Linked DNA regions of Sus scrofa: regions 2, 3, 4 and 5 are each linked to region 1. The links are chromatin contacts, called in public Hi-C, HiChIP or PLAC-seq and promoter capture Hi-C maps. All regions are on one chromosome and are shown on one strand. The core of a region is the stretch at or near the end of the contact, and the rest is flanking DNA. Distances in the headings are between cores, read along the strand shown.

What was found. Promoter capture Hi-C pulls out the DNA fragments that hold promoters and counts their contacts. Hi-C and Micro-C count contacts between places; a contact is called where the count stands out from the background. HiChIP or PLAC-seq counts read pairs in DNA pulled down with a chosen protein or histone mark.
Region 2: an H3K27ac HiChIP or PLAC-seq map of alveolar macrophages shows a contact between it and region 1. The contact joins the promoter of H2AFZ here to the promoter of EIF4E in region 1. A contact is called at or near these places in 2 of 47 Hi-C or Micro-C datasets (embryonic fibroblasts and heart right ventricle) and 1 of 2 datasets of contacts at active chromatin or transcription factors (alveolar macrophages).
Region 3: a contact with region 1 is called in a Hi-C map of liver, with 6 times the contacts expected there. The contact joins the promoter of LAMTOR3 here to the promoter of EIF4E in region 1. A contact is called at or near these places in 1 of 5 promoter capture datasets (liver), 2 of 47 Hi-C or Micro-C datasets (embryonic fibroblasts and liver) and 1 of 2 datasets of contacts at active chromatin or transcription factors (alveolar macrophages).
Region 4: a contact with region 1 is called in a promoter capture Hi-C map of liver, with 6 times the contacts expected there. The contact joins the promoter of STPG2 here to the promoter of EIF4E in region 1. A contact is called at or near these places in 2 of 5 promoter capture datasets (fetal liver and liver), 2 of 47 Hi-C or Micro-C datasets (heart right ventricle and liver) and 1 of 2 datasets of contacts at active chromatin or transcription factors (skeletal muscle).
Region 5: an H3K27ac HiChIP or PLAC-seq map of alveolar macrophages shows a contact between it and region 1. The contact joins the promoter of RAP1GDS1 here to the promoter of EIF4E in region 1. A contact is called at or near these places in 1 of 5 promoter capture datasets (liver), 1 of 47 Hi-C or Micro-C datasets (skeletal muscle) and 2 of 2 datasets of contacts at active chromatin or transcription factors (alveolar macrophages and skeletal muscle).

The regions. Positions count from the first base shown.
Region 1 is chr8:121,408,186-121,410,977 of Sscrofa11.1, forward strand. EIF4E (eukaryotic translation initiation factor 4E) reads left to right here and starts at 1,448. Exons shown (of 7, transcript XM_003129314.5): 1 at 1,448-1,572. The coding sequence starts at 1,555.
Region 2 is chr8:120,562,323-120,565,114 of Sscrofa11.1, forward strand. H2AFZ (H2A histone family, member Z) reads left to right here and starts at 1,430. Exons shown (of 5, transcript NM_001123122.1): 1 at 1,430-1,617; 2 at 2,061-2,138; 3 at 2,421-2,534. The coding sequence starts at 1,615.
Region 3 is chr8:120,624,554-120,627,345 of Sscrofa11.1, forward strand. It overlaps LAMTOR3 (ragulator complex protein LAMTOR3), which reads left to right and starts at 1,344. Exons shown (of 5, transcript XM_021101727.1): 1 at 1,344-1,500; 2 at 1,817-2,792.
Region 4 is chr8:122,113,616-122,116,407 of Sscrofa11.1, forward strand. STPG2 (sperm-tail PG-rich repeat-containing protein 2) reads left to right here and starts at 1,431. Exons shown (of 13, transcript XM_021101745.1): 1 at 1,431-1,858. The coding sequence starts at 1,750. It overlaps LOC102160109 (a long non-coding RNA gene), which reads right to left and starts at 1,418. Exons shown (of 4, transcript XR_305112.2): 1 at 946-1,418.
Region 5 is chr8:122,006,113-122,008,904 of Sscrofa11.1, forward strand. It overlaps RAP1GDS1 (rap1 GTPase-GDP dissociation stimulator 1), which reads right to left and starts at 1,380. Exons shown (of 14, transcript XM_021101742.1): 1 at 1,071-1,380. The coding sequence starts at 1,074.

The DNA of each region.
Region 1 (2,792 bases), core at 198-2,697:
ATTATACTGATTTTTCTGGTGTTAACATTCTTAAGAAGCATGGGAAATAGTAATGATATAATATCTTCCTCATTAAAATCTTGCAGTAGCACTCTGCTAGATTTCTTCTGTTTTTTTATATGGATAACCAGACTGTGCAGAGTAAGACTGTCTTCAGAAATGACAGCACAAGCAAAAAAAAGAAAAAAAGAAAGAAATGACAGCACAGTATCTTAGCGGGGAAGAAAACGTCGGATGTCACTCTGGGGATAAACCTCTAATTGCCAGTGATTATAACAATATTTTCCTAAACATTAAAGCCTCTATGGAGGGTAGCTAGTTATAAAAACATTGTCTCGAAACTTTTAAAATTGCATTGGTGTACATGATAATGTAACAACATAAGCAAAAGAAAAATTTAAAACATTGTTTAAAGAACAGTAAGGGAAGCAGCTGATCCTTACGAAGGCACGAGGTTGCTTATTATGAAGCATTTATAGAGTCTGATGCATTTTCAAAGCTGGTTACAATCATTACCACAGCATACCCTTGTGAGGTAAGTGTATTACCATCTGTGGTTCATAAATGAAAAAGCTGAGGCACTGAATGATTAAGTCACTTGCCTAAGGAGAATGAGTCAACGTCAAGAGTCATAGTTGACCCAGCCTAACGACTCCTGACGGTCAGTCCAGGGCTTAGTCAGCGGGGGCCGGAGTGGCTTCCCTGGCTGGCACCTGGACTTGGGCTATTTCCCTTCACGTCGAAGCAGAACAGTGCAATCGAGAGGACAGAACTTCAGATAATTTTTACTTCCACGCAAGATTTAGCCCTGAGATTTTAATCTCAGGAGTTGGAACACGAAAAGCTGTCGGGTGCACTCCCCCTCCCCCGAACTGTGGCAAGTGGTTACTGTGGGCGGTTCCGCCACTCCCTTTCGCAGTGATGGCAATGAGTGACCACCAGCGTTAGCGGAGCCGGGGGACGGGGGAGGGTTGATTGCTTAACGATTTTCCCTCGCCGCCTCTTTTTGGAACTAAGAGAAAATGGTGGGAAGTCAAAAGAAAATTAAATAAACACACAGGCAACTTGTCCTAGGACCTCAACTAAGCAAATGAAGCCTTATTGTGCGTGTTGAGCCTACAGTTCCCAACCTTCCGAGGAAGATGGGAGGACAGGGCGACAAAGGGCACAGGAGGCATGCCTGGCAGTGAGTGCGACAGCAACTACCCAGGCGGAAGAGCAGAGGACTGAAAGCCACCCTCCAGCACGCGAGTGTCCGCTGCGCCGAGAACCGCGCACGGTACCCACCGGCCACGTGACCAGTCTTTTTTTTTTTTTTTTTTTTAAACTTCCTAGCCTAAAAAAAAGAGACAGGGAGAGCGAGCCACCGAGAGAGCGACTCCACTTCCCAGAAGCCTCTTGTTAAACACGCAGCTGCAGTCTTGCGCAGGCGCCGCCAGGGCCAAACGGACACGTCCGTCACGTGAACAGTAGCCGGCCAATCCGGTTTGAATCTCATTTTTTTCCTCTCACCCCCTCCCTTCAGGAGCGGTTGTGCGATCAGATCGATCTAAGATGGCGACTGTGGAACCGGTGAGTATTGCCTTTGGCCCCCACCCCCACCGGTCCCCGCGCTCCGTCTCCTTTCGGACTGAAGGATCCCGCGGGACGGCGTTCCCAGCGCGCACGCTACCCCTTGCCGCCCCCTCCCCCTCTTCTTTGGCCTGACCTCCCTGCGGACAATTGGGGGCGCCCCGGAGGCTGGCCGCCACGGCGTGTAGAGCACACGTTCTGGTGGGGGCCCGCGAGCTAGGGGAGAGATGTGGGGGAGGGGCGGCGCGGCTCCCCCTGTGGAGCCGCAAGGTGTCTATAAGGGTGGTGCGTGATCCGGCCTCTGGGCGAGGTGTGTGGGAATCGTGCCTTTGCGATGGGAAGGCGCGGGCCCGGCTCCGAACGAGCGCCAGGATTCGCAGGGACGGTGGGCGGCGAGCCGGCCTGGAATGAGATGGAGGAGGGAGCCTCGGAGCAGCCTTTCCCTCTCTCCCTCCCGAGCTCTGGCTCAGGGGCTTGGGTTCCGGGCGCGCGCCGGGATTTCTTAGACCGGTGGGCCAGGGAGCCGGTGAGCGCGCGGTGCCACGGGGTGGGTTGGGCGGGAGTGGTGCCGCGGCACGCGCGGAGAAGGTTCTTCCTCGCCGAGGGGAGCCGAGAGGGGCGAGCGCATGTTACTCCAGCATGTCCGAGAGTTGTCGGGGTTGGCGACCCGGGAGGCGAGAAAGGTTTCGGGGTGGGGAGGAGAACCCTTGGTGGCGCGGTAAAGCTCTGAGAGTAGGGTGAAGGGTGCTGGTGGTTGGAAGGGGGATCACATTGTCCTCGCCCCTCCATGCTTGAGCCTGGGCTGTCATGGAGGAGGGAAGGGGGAGGAGCGAGGCCTGCTGATAGCTGCTGGGGCTGGTCGGCTTGCCGGCCGGACCTGCGGCATTTCACACGCGCCTGTCTTCCATTCATTCATCCTTTCCGCGCTGTGCGCACGCCTCAGAGAGTGCGAATGGGTGTAGATCCATCTGTTCTTCCGCGGCTTTATCCTCTGGAAGAGTTCTCAGACACTGTTTAACTTAACTTTTAAAGTTAGGTTTCTGTTTGATTTTTTTTCTTTATCCGTTCTCCTGGCTTTCTTCCCAGTTCAGGCACCATCTTAAACTTATTTTAAGCAGGCTGATCCCAGAGCACAAAGTTGATAGTTACCGCCCAAAGGAGAGAGTATGTTTGTCATAGTTTGGGTTTGCCGGCACTGACTCACGGAAACTTCTAGGCCT
Region 2 (2,792 bases), core at 180-2,679, 850 kb before region 1:
GCAGGATCCCAGCCACGCATGCCATCTAGTCCACAGCTCAGGGCAACCAAGGATCCTTAACTCACTGAGTGAGGCCGGGAATTGAACTCGCGTCCTCGTGGATACTAGCTGGGTTCTTTAGCGCCAAGCCACAACAGGAACTCCCAATTTTTTAATTTTAAAATTAACAGCAAATTTCCAAAAAAACTTGATAAAACTTTCAGATTGAAACCCAAACTACAGTACTAAAGAGTATATATTTCAAATTTTCTTAATGTCAGAAATACTGAATTATGTTTATAACGTAATTACTGTTAAAACTCCAAGTATGAAAGATTTGGATCACTACTGTCTCCAAGCAGCTGGACGTGTACAGAGGTGCTATTAATCTATTAGTTGGAAAATTAAGTAGCTGGCATTATGATAGTACTGTGTGTACAGTACTATTTTTTTAAGCCCATCATTTGCATTTGATTACATGGACCATCTGTAACTGCCTGTGAATCATATGAGGACATTTACCGAACATTTGTCAAGTAGCAAAATGTTTAGCATAGAAGAGTTGACACATAATAGCCTTCATGTTTCACTAAATCAACTTTAGAAGCCAGGCTATAGGTACAACCCACAGACGTGTAGTCTTTAGAAAAATATGATTTGATTAAAGAATACCGCCTCAGCCCAAGCCTTCAGTGGGTAGACCAAAAGGTCTTTTATGACCAGCGAGGTGACTTTGCTTCACCGTCTTTTCCATGAAACTGTTCTGTTGGGGTTGGGGAGGTAGGGGGTTCAAAAAGTCCTGAGAAAAGAAGAGGAAGGAGATACAGCTGAAAAAGTGGGAGCAGAGGGTCGTGATGAATCGGTGGCTGGGCACTTGCCTAGGAGGAACAAACGCGAAATCACTACCCAGACTATGGTTAGCGAAGGAGTCGGGGCGCCTTTCACTGGACGCCTTCGCGCCACCTGTCAGACCGGAGGTGTCAACGGGAATGCAGGGGGGTCGGTGAAGGTACCCCGTGCTCCGGAAGAAGGCTGCGGACAGGCGGGTCTCTGCCCGCCAGGTGTTCTAACGGGGCGGAGGCGGAGGGAGGGCAGGGCAGGAAGGAGGGAGTGCTAGTCCCCGCTTTCCGAGGTCTCTGGAACCGAGCAAGGAGGCAAAGGTGGAATAGGGGGCAGCTACTGCGTGCCCCTCCCCTGAGCCTCTCAGCTCCTCCCTCCAGGCACGTGACTAAGCCGGCGGGTGCCCTGCTCAAGCAGCGTAGCTCGCTCTGTTTCTTCCCTCCCGCCGCTGTGCCCTTCTTCTCCCGGGTTCCCATCCCTCCGTTCTCCCCCACCTCCTTCTCATGCCCCAATAACAGCTCGAGCTGCAAAGCGCCCGCCCCTCCGCCCTTTTCTTCGCTTGCTCATTGGCTGAGACTTCAAGGACGCGGCCCGAGGGCGGGTGGCAGCCATTGGTGGGATGAGCAATCCGAGTTCCCGGATGAGGGAACATTCTGCAGTATAAAGGGAGCGGGGAAGGCGGGAGACAGCGCAGTTTGAATCGCGGTGCGACGGAGGAGTAGGCGGCGGGATCTCGCTTGGTGACTGACTAGTCCTTTCTCTGCCTTGCTTGTTTGAGCTTCAGCAGAATTCGAAATGGTAAACTTCGCGGAGGCGCTCGAAGACTACGCGGGTTTTTGCCGGCAGGAGAAAAACCCGTTACACACGGAGATGGGGGTGAAGCGGTGACGGTTGGGAACGCGCGGAGAGAGGATGTGGAAGAGCGGGGGGAGGTGTTTTGTCGGCGGCGAGCGGAGCAGCCTCCGATCTCGCGGCGGGCGGCGACGGTTGGGTGGCGCGCGCAGCGCCGCTGGGAGCCGGAGGGCGGTGAGCGGGCGGCCTGAAGCGCGCGGCCGCGGCGGGCGCGCAGCGGGGGGCAGGCGGGCGGGGTCGCCCTTGCGGCGCGCGGCGGGCCGGAGACCCCGGCTGGGCACCGGGCCCCGCTCGCGCCCGGGCCGCCCCGCGGTGGGGGAGGGGCGCGCCGCCTTGGTAATCCTGTATTCTGCGTTCCTTCTTCGCTCGCGGGCGTGTGCGCGCCGCAGGCTGGCGGTAAGGCTGGGAAGGACTCCGGAAAGGCCAAGACAAAGGCGGTTTCCCGCTCGCAGAGAGCCGGTTTGCAGGTCAGTGGGGGTTTCTGCTGTCTGGGAATCGCGGCGTTTTTCTCTCCTTTTTCTCTGTTTATCATTGCACTAGATGAGCTTTTGGTCTTTGCGTGGTGATGGTGTCGGGACTTGGTTTACCGATACAATAAATATTGGGGAAGGGGGGGCGATCACGTGTGGCGATGCTAGGGCGCGTTGCTGCATCAGCCTCCGTGCCCCTTGCTTTGGCGCGCGTATAATTTGACCATTTTTGGCTCCTCTATCTTTGTGCATTTGTGTTTGTGTATGCGAAAAATGAAGTTTCCGGTGGGCCGTATTCATCGACACCTGAAATCTAGGACGACCAGCCATGGACGTGTGGGCGCGACTGCCGCTGTGTACAGCGCAGCCATCCTGGAGTACCTCACCGCAGAGGTAAATGGGTGTACGCCTGTAATCTGGAAAAGGTGGTGGGGGGAGGCGGTGAGAGGGAAGGAGGAAAGTGATGCAAGAAAACTCCCAGGCTCTGAACGCGGTGAGAAGCTTCTGACAACGCTAGAGGGGGCTGGTGTTCATTTTGGGTTCCTCCTGAGCTTGAGTTGACTGCTTTAGGAAATAAAATTGCGTGTCCCCTTTATAGCTTTTGCATATCTTGCCATTCAGGTAGTGGGGGGAGACGGCAGTTGGTAGATA
Region 3 (2,792 bases), core at 94-2,593, 780 kb before region 1:
GATAAATGGAGGCAGTGATTTAAAACTTCGCAAAAATTTGGCTATTAACGAAAAAATAGATTTTTTTTGATCAGCAATAACATTATTTTAGGAAGGTAAAGTTGGCCTTTAAGTGACTGTTGATACAGTTTTGCTGAATAGAATAATGATTTAAATGAAGGCTTGAAAAAATAATGGGTGTAAAAATCATTGTTAAGAAAAGAACATGAGGAAGGAGAGAGCAAACATGATACCTGACTGATAGAATCATGGAACACAGACATAGATCAGGAAACAGATTTACTGGAGTTTTTAGGAGCTTTTGAGTTAGAAGTGATAGACTTTATGTAGAAATATCCAGCATCCAACAAGCAGCTAAAAATGTGAACTTACAACTCAGATGAAAGGTGCAGATTTAGGGTTCATATTCTCAGAACACTGGAAAGAGAAAAACAGCAGAGGAACTGAAGACAAGTTTTAAGTGTCTTCCTTTAAGAGGAGACTAAAGTGGGTGAGGAGCTAAAATAAGTGCAGTGTCCTGAGAAATGAAGGAAAATAAAGTGATCTTTAATGACATGTTGCTATGGAACTGTCAAGTTTATTTGAAATGACTGGCGGTCAGTTGTAACATCTGGGAGCTTTTTAGTTTGCCACTTCATCCTCCTAGGGATAACTAGGAAATAAGTATCCAACTTATGTGCTGAGCAATAGTTAATTCCTTTTGCACTTTTAGGGGCTGGAGTTGAAATACAGTCAAAGGCAAGTTCCCACAGACCTCATTTTTCTACCACCCACTGTAGATTTTTGTTAAATGTGCAAACAAGCAAGGCACTAAACAAACAAAAACAATATAGGCAGTCCTTAAAGGCACAGCCTTCTAAGTTGCTAGTGAAAAAGGCTGTTCAATGTCTGCATATGTCGAGGCTTGAGGTACAAAAATAACAGATCTCCAGAAAAATCATGGATCGTTGATTCAATCTAGACAAGGCTTGGAGTCACAGCACGTGGGCAGCACCAGCGGAAAAGCCAAAAGAGACTAAGAAACTGGGATCAGAAGCCTGTGGACCTGGGACTTCTCATCACGGGCAATCTATTGCTGACGGTATGTTAAGACCACCCCTTCAAATTTCTTCATCTACAAGAAGAGGCTTTAGGATAATGGACCCTAAAGAAAAAAAACAAAAACCACCTAATTAAAAGTATGCACCCCTGCCCAACAAAAACGTCCCACGGGGTCCTGACAGCTCGGACAGGTCATAGACGTCGCGATCCACCTGCAGCGCAGGCGCAGGCGCAGGAAGTAGCCGCCGTGGGTGGGGCGGGGCGCAAAGGCGCGACTGCGCGCTCCCTCGCCGAAGCACCTCCCCGGAAGTCTCGCGAATCCCTGCGTCGGCGACGTGGGAAGTGCTTCCTGGAACCTCAGAGGAGGTCGTAAATCATGTGACCGCGGCTCTTAGAAGAACCTGTCTCAGGCAGTCCCTGAAGTGACAGCTCAGAGTATCGAGCAGCCCAGAAACCCAGGTAACTGGAGCCACTTTGCCCGGAGTCAGCTTTGGGCCCGCAGGTGGTGCGTGCAGTGAGGTGAAAGAGAGGACGCCCTTTCTGTATCCCCTTTGGGCCCGGATCTTTGGGGTAGAGGATGGAGTGGGCTGAGGTCAGGCATTTCGGTTATCCGTCTGGGCATCTGGGAACTTCGACTCCCTTGGGCCTGGGAGGCCGAGCCCTAGAGCCGCGGAGCCTTTTCCGACCCTGAGAAGAACTGACTGCGCTTATTAGGGTCGGGGTGGGAAGGGCGAGGAAGTCTTGTGGGGAGAGTCACCAGGAGTTTCTCTTCCAGGCTTGGCGATTGATCCTCCGGGAGAAAGGGGTTCATCATGGCGGATGTGAGTTAATACCCCCACACAAGAGGAAGTAAAGAGTAGGGAAACGGATGAGGCTACTGGGCACGTCCCACGTTCAAATTTATTTCTTTTTAGCGCTCCCCTCCAATTTTCTCCAGGATCTGGAGTGTGAGAATAATATGAATAACTTGCGGAGTCCTGAGTTTCTGCTTGGAATGAGGGTGAAAGACGCTAAGGTGCCTGAGACTGAGAAAGTTTTATTTTTTCCCCAACCCAAGTTCTGGGAGCCTAAGACAGACTCTGCATGTTTACCGTTTCCATTTCTAAACGGTGGTTTGCTATGAGTCTTTTGTCAGTAAGTGGTTGTGTCTCTCTGGGTTCATTGTAGCAATCTGAGCTTTATAACTAATACCTCTTTAGCACAACCATATAGCCAGAATAATAAATTTAGGGAACTTCATTGTACTAGTTAGTAGAAACAGCTGGGAATTAATACTACTAATGTTTGTGTTTGTTTACATTTTACGTACTGTGTTTTTTGTTTGTTTGTTTTTCTTATATACATGCTAAATATTCTTTGGAACATTGAACTCATTTAATTCTTAAAACAGTTTTTATGAGGTAGCCACTGTTATTGTTATCCCTGTGTTATCAATGAGGATGCTGAGGCACAGAAAGAGCAGGTAACTTCCCTCAAGTTACACAGTTGATAAGTTGTGGAGTCAAGATACCAGCACAGGCAGACTAACTCCAGAGTCCTTACTCATAACCAGTAGGCTAAATGGTTATTCGACATTAATATGAATCTGCTGTTTCTTTTTGGGTTGCAAGATTATGTGTTTGAACATTTAGCAACTTTGTGTGCCTTTATCACTCCGTTTTTGGTTGTCTTCCATTACATTCTTTAGGCCTTATTCTCTAGGCATAATCAAATCACTAAAAGTCTTTTGAGAAAAGACTTGAACAGATGGC
Region 4 (2,792 bases), core at 181-2,680, 710 kb after region 1:
TATCATCCCCTACTGGGTTCTATCCCAAAATGGAACATAGGTCTTAAGTTTACAAACTTCACTTTAGAGATGTGTAAATAACCTAGGACAGATCATATAAAAAACTCCTTTTTGTCTAAGGTAGGTTAGGCACTGTGGACAAAAGTCGAATCAGACAGGAAGCAGGTAAATTCTGCTTTAGCACTTCTATTTCCAATGTCAAATCCAATGCTATCCCAGAAAAGAATAACCTAAGCTGTTGCAGGCATGAAAAGGCAGGATACAAGCGTCTGCACCAGTGCCTACAGCAAAATGGCCTGGACCTGAATTTGCTTTCTGTGATCAACATACAGTTGAGTATCTAGTTTCTTAGTAGGAAGAGGGGATATCCAAAGTACTGTGATATTTTTCTTATCATTTTATTTGTCTCTCTTCTCATATCTTGTTAAGGACGAACCTGTCTCTTTCTCCAGTAGCTATAAGACCCTTTAGGTTGAAGACTTGCTTGAATCTTTGTAACTCATAACCTAGCATGGTACTGAACCTACAGTATATGCCAGTAAATGTTTTTTAAGTGAGTAAATACTCAGCTAGTTATTGAGTAGGAAAAAAGATAATGCAGAAACATTCTTGAGAAGCAGATAGCCTTGCATGGAGGAGACTCTAATGTATGTAGAACAATTAAGCCAGAATAAATGACCCACAGAATTGAGTATCAAACTCTGTCCTCCAGAGTATCAATAAGTACAAATTTGTAGTAGGAACAATTCTAAGTACTATAACTCATTGGCAGGTAAGGCATAATAAACGGGGTCTGTTTAAGCCTTTAGGATGATTAGAATCTGGATAGAATACTTGCTGAACAAACAGCTTGGGGTTTCCTCAATGTCTTTATTTTATAAACAGAGTAATGAGTCAGTGTTGCTGTTGCCTGGGTCTCTAACAGCAGAAACAGCTTTCATTTACCAGTGTTTGCAATGCTTCGGTTGGTGAGTTTTTCATCTCCTTCCTAGTTCTCAGTGTCTTGTCACCACCACTTCCTGGGTTTCTCTTAGCACCGTTTGGACTTACTACCGAATAAAGTCAGAGATGCTTTCGTCCCTGCGGGTGCGAGTGTAGTTCTGGTAGGAGTGCGGGAGGTGAACGCGCTAAGACTTTCTTTCACAGTTTTTCATAGTTTCTTCCCAGCTGTCCCGTCTGACTATAAGGAAAAATGGATCACGGTCAAGTTAGCTCTAACTCCTAGGGCGTTTTCTAGAGCTTTTCTGACGAACCCAGGATTCAAAGCACTTGGTGTAGTAGGAGGAGCTCCAAGACTCAGGCCCGCCCTCTCCTTCAGGACGCTGAGCGCGCGGGGCGGAGCTTAGTGGGGAAGACTTGCGGCTCGGTACGCATGCGCTTTGACCTCTCTCCTAGAAACTTCCGGGTGGAGAGAAATGGGCGGAGTCAAGACCGGAAGCACGGGGGCGGGCGTTTCCTCATTAAGCTCGTCCCTTAAGATGAGCGCTTTGGCTCGCGGTTGGTGAACGGATGGTTGTGTGGGATGGCTCATCTCACTCCTAAACAATTTTCTGCAGGGCTAGAAATCAACCTGGGGTAAATCTGACACTAATGAGCAAGTGGGCCGATAGTCTCTAAGGTAGCTGCTCCATTAACGCAAGTTCTTCCTGGGGCTCCAGAGATGGTTGACGGCTTCCTTTGGCTCCACGTCTCTGCTGGCCGTCTAGTTTATACCATTGCGGGCGCACCGCTCCCCGACCCCACGCCATTATGTACGATCGGGCTCCTCGCTTGCTTAGATTGGCTGAAGGTGGCAGCACTGAGGATCATGTGGGTCCTGGATCCTACCAGGTACCTTTCCTGAAGCAGCAGGCAGCAGGTAAGATGTAGGTAGGGAAAGGCAAGCCTTCTGTGACAGGCGCCTCACTTTCAGCCTGCTCCGCTTCTGTGTGCCTGAGGAAAGCATAGTAGCATCACTTCAAAAGTATAACAGCATGAAGTAGGCAGGGAAGATACTGTCCTTATTTCACAGATGATAACTAGTAAAATAAATTTGTCCCTTTAAAAAATTATAATTGATTTACAGCGCTGTGTCAATTTCTGTGGTACAGCATAGTGACCCAGTAAATTTGTCCCATTTCACAAGGCCAGTGAGCCAATGGTGAGGACTTTTGATTCTACAATGGTTGTCTACATCATTCTTTAAATTATACAGGTGACATCTAGGATTTCGATTTCCTTGATCTGGCTATGAGTCTCCAAATCATGTGTACTTCTCACCGCTTTCTGTCTTTTTTTTTTTTTTTCGAAATCCTGCCTGCCTCACACACCATTCCTAACTAACCAGAGAAACATTCATTAGCTAAGATATAACGTTAAAATTTTTGTTTTGCAATATTTTTTAAAGATAGTCCCATGTGTTTTTTTCTGGTAGATGTTTCTTATCTGACCATACCCATCTTCTCTTTAAACATACTTTATAAGAGTTCCTTCATCCCACATTCTGTAAAGAAAAGCTATACTCTTGAGAGGTAGTGGGAATGGATAATTTATTTATTTTTGTCTTTTTGCCTTTTCTAGGGCCGCACCGGTGGCATATGGAGGTTCCCAGGCTAGGGGTCTAATCGGAGCTGCAGCCACTGGTCCATGCCCGAGCCGCAGCAACGTGGGATCTGCCAGATCTGAGCCGCCTCTGCAACCTACACCCCAGCTCACTGCAACTCCAGATCCTTAACCCACTGAGTAACGCCACGGATCGAACCGAAACCTGGTTCCCAGTAGGATTCGTTAACCACTGAACCCTGACGGGAACT
Region 5 (2,792 bases), core at 130-2,629, 600 kb after region 1:
TGACAGGAATGGAAGCAAACTGGGGAACAGGCAGAAGCATGGCATTCCAAACCGCTACAATTTTTAAAAATGTTTCGTCTTTTAATCACATTACCGTAGCCACCAGACGTTTTTGCAATTACTGAACTTAACAATGAAGCAACATATTATGAAAAAGTAGGATTAATTATATGTAGCTTTGTAAAACATCTCATCCCAACTCTTAAATATCTCATCCCAAACTCTTAAGATTAATCACAAACACGAAGGAACTAAAATCGCATTATATAGATTCCGACAAGGGAAGCTGGGAAAGCATTACTAGTATGTAAGTTCGGTACCATGTTACAGACAGGCAGGGTGCAGTTTCGTGCTACAGGAGACAGGCGAAGGAGCCAAGAAAATGCGTTGAACACCGGAATAGTGCACACTGTAGTCACCCAACACGAATTCAACAGCTAGCGGCTCTATCCATCCTGCCTCACGTTCCTCGTGGCCTCTGACAAGTCATCCTTTCAACCTATGAGACTGTCCGCTCTCCCCCACCGAAAATAATTTCCGTGCAGGTTGTAAAATCACCCCCACAAACTACTTGCTCCCACTTCCCCGCCTCGGGATGAGCAGTCCCCAAGATGGGGAAAGGTCGCCCAGACAGGGAAGTTACGTGAAGTGGTCTTTCTAGCGGTCGGACCCGAGTCTCCAGCCCAGCAGCCGCGAGGGGAAGGAAGCCGGCGGCCTCTGAAGAAACCGGGATGGGGCAGCGGATGCGAGCCCGCGGGGCAGGCTCCGTGGTGCCCGGGCACCGGCTCGGGCAGGAAGAATGGAGGAGGGGAGGCGAGGCAGCGAGGTGCCCGAGAGCCGGGCGGCGGTCCGGCCCCGCGGCCCGACCCCACCCCGCACTCTGGACCCTCCCAGCCCTGGGACCCGGCGTGCGTTCCGCGTGCGCCGACTCTCCCCGGAGAAACAGCCACTGCCTCACCCCGGTGGACTGGAGAAATCCGGCAACTTTGCGCGAGAAATGCTTCCCACCCTGCACCACGCCGAGAAAGAGAAATATGTCAGGCGATGACGGGGGAGGAAGGATGACTTACCCATGTTCCTCCCAGAGGGTGAGGAGCCGGCAGGTCGAGGCGAAGGTCTCCGGTGCGGGCGGCGCGGCGCTGTGTCCTCCCTCTACCTCTGTCTCTCCCGCAACCAGGGAGGGACCCGCGGGGGGCGGCCGCCGGGGAGGAGCAGCTGGTGCTGCCGCTGCTGCTGCCGCTGCTGCTGCTGCTGCAGGCAGCGCGGCCGCGGCGGGGACGAGCGGCGGGGGGCGGGGCGGGGTAGGGCGGGGCGGGCGCAGCCTGCGGCGGGCGCAGCTCGGAGCGGGCAGGCGGCGGAGGCGCCGAGCCGGCCGGAGGAGCGCCCGCCCCGACGCGCACTCCGGGAGCGCCCCGCCCTCCCCGCCGAGCATGCTCAGTGCCTCCCTTTTTTTTCCCCCCGGGGCAAGTCAATCTGAGCGTGCGGGTGGGCGTGTGTTTGCGGGCCGGCTGCAGCCGCCGCGGAGGAGCTTGATGGCTGCCGCCGGAGGGGCGGAGGGTAGGCCCTGGGCAGGCTGGGTACCGGGACGCTGTGCCCGAACTATTACCTTCCAGGTCGCTACCCCGACCTGGCCAACCCACACCCGGAAAACGGGCCAGTCTTCATTACCCGACAGGCCGGGTGCACAGGCGGGAATTTCCCGAAGGAGGAGACCCTGGGCCGCCTCAGACCCGGGAGGGTGGTCGGGAAGCAAGGCAGTCGTCCTGAAACGGGGCCGGCATGGACATGCTGGCGATGAGGCCAGCGCCTCTGGAGACAGATATCTGAGGACGCTTGTTTTCAGAGCAGCCGTGTGGGCCCGCTGGGCACAGAGAAGGGAGGTGGCCGCGGGAAGGGCGCTTAACATTAGCGGGCACATCAGTGGGACAGTTAAGTCTGTCCTGGCTGCGGCCAGTTTAAAAGAGGTTCCCGGCAGCGAGAGGAGTGACCGCCCCGGGATTTCTTCGGAGCGTATCGTTCTCCTTCCTAGGGGAGCGCGGCCTTCCTTTCCCCGGAGGACACCCGAAAAGCCATGTCACAAGGGTGCCCTGGCCGTCGGGCGCCACCCTCCTCGGATGTGCCCATCTTTGCCCCGCTCCCTTTAAACGCGGCGGGAACAGGTTGCCAAGGCAGGAAACCAAAAGTCCGCCCAGTTGGCTGCGGCCCCATCGGGTCGAACGCCGGAGTTTCCTTGGACCACGGGGCCAGCGCCTGCTCCCCGCACCTCCCCAGCGGCGGGGACAACCTGAGCTGGGCGCTCCCTTTTGAGGGCACCCTCCCAACTGGGCATGCGCGCGAGACAGAGGCTGGTCTTGCGTCCTCCGCCCTGCGGGAGGAGGCTGGGGGAAACCTTCCCGTTCCCTGCACTCTGGTCGCGCCCCGACTCTCGGTGGTTGGGGTGAGGAGTCAGGTCGGTCTCCCCAGGCGGCAGCAACTACGGTCTAGGCGGGGAAAGGGCGCAGGCAGTAGCACAGCCTGTAGGAGGGAGATGCTGAATAGCTAAATGGAAATTTCTCTTTTTCAACTTTTACTCTTTCAGCCCAATGTTGAGAAAAGGTGCTCCCTGCCCTTCATCAGCGGCCCTCTTACAGTCAGATCCGTTTCCATTTATATGACTGATACTACAAAGCACACAAGTCAAAATAGGCCTTGTAATTTGTTGAGCAGGGCAGATTTTCTAAAACAAAAATGAAACAAAAAGGAGGAGAGGTTTGGAAAAACAAGAAAATACAATGTAACTATAGATGTCAAAG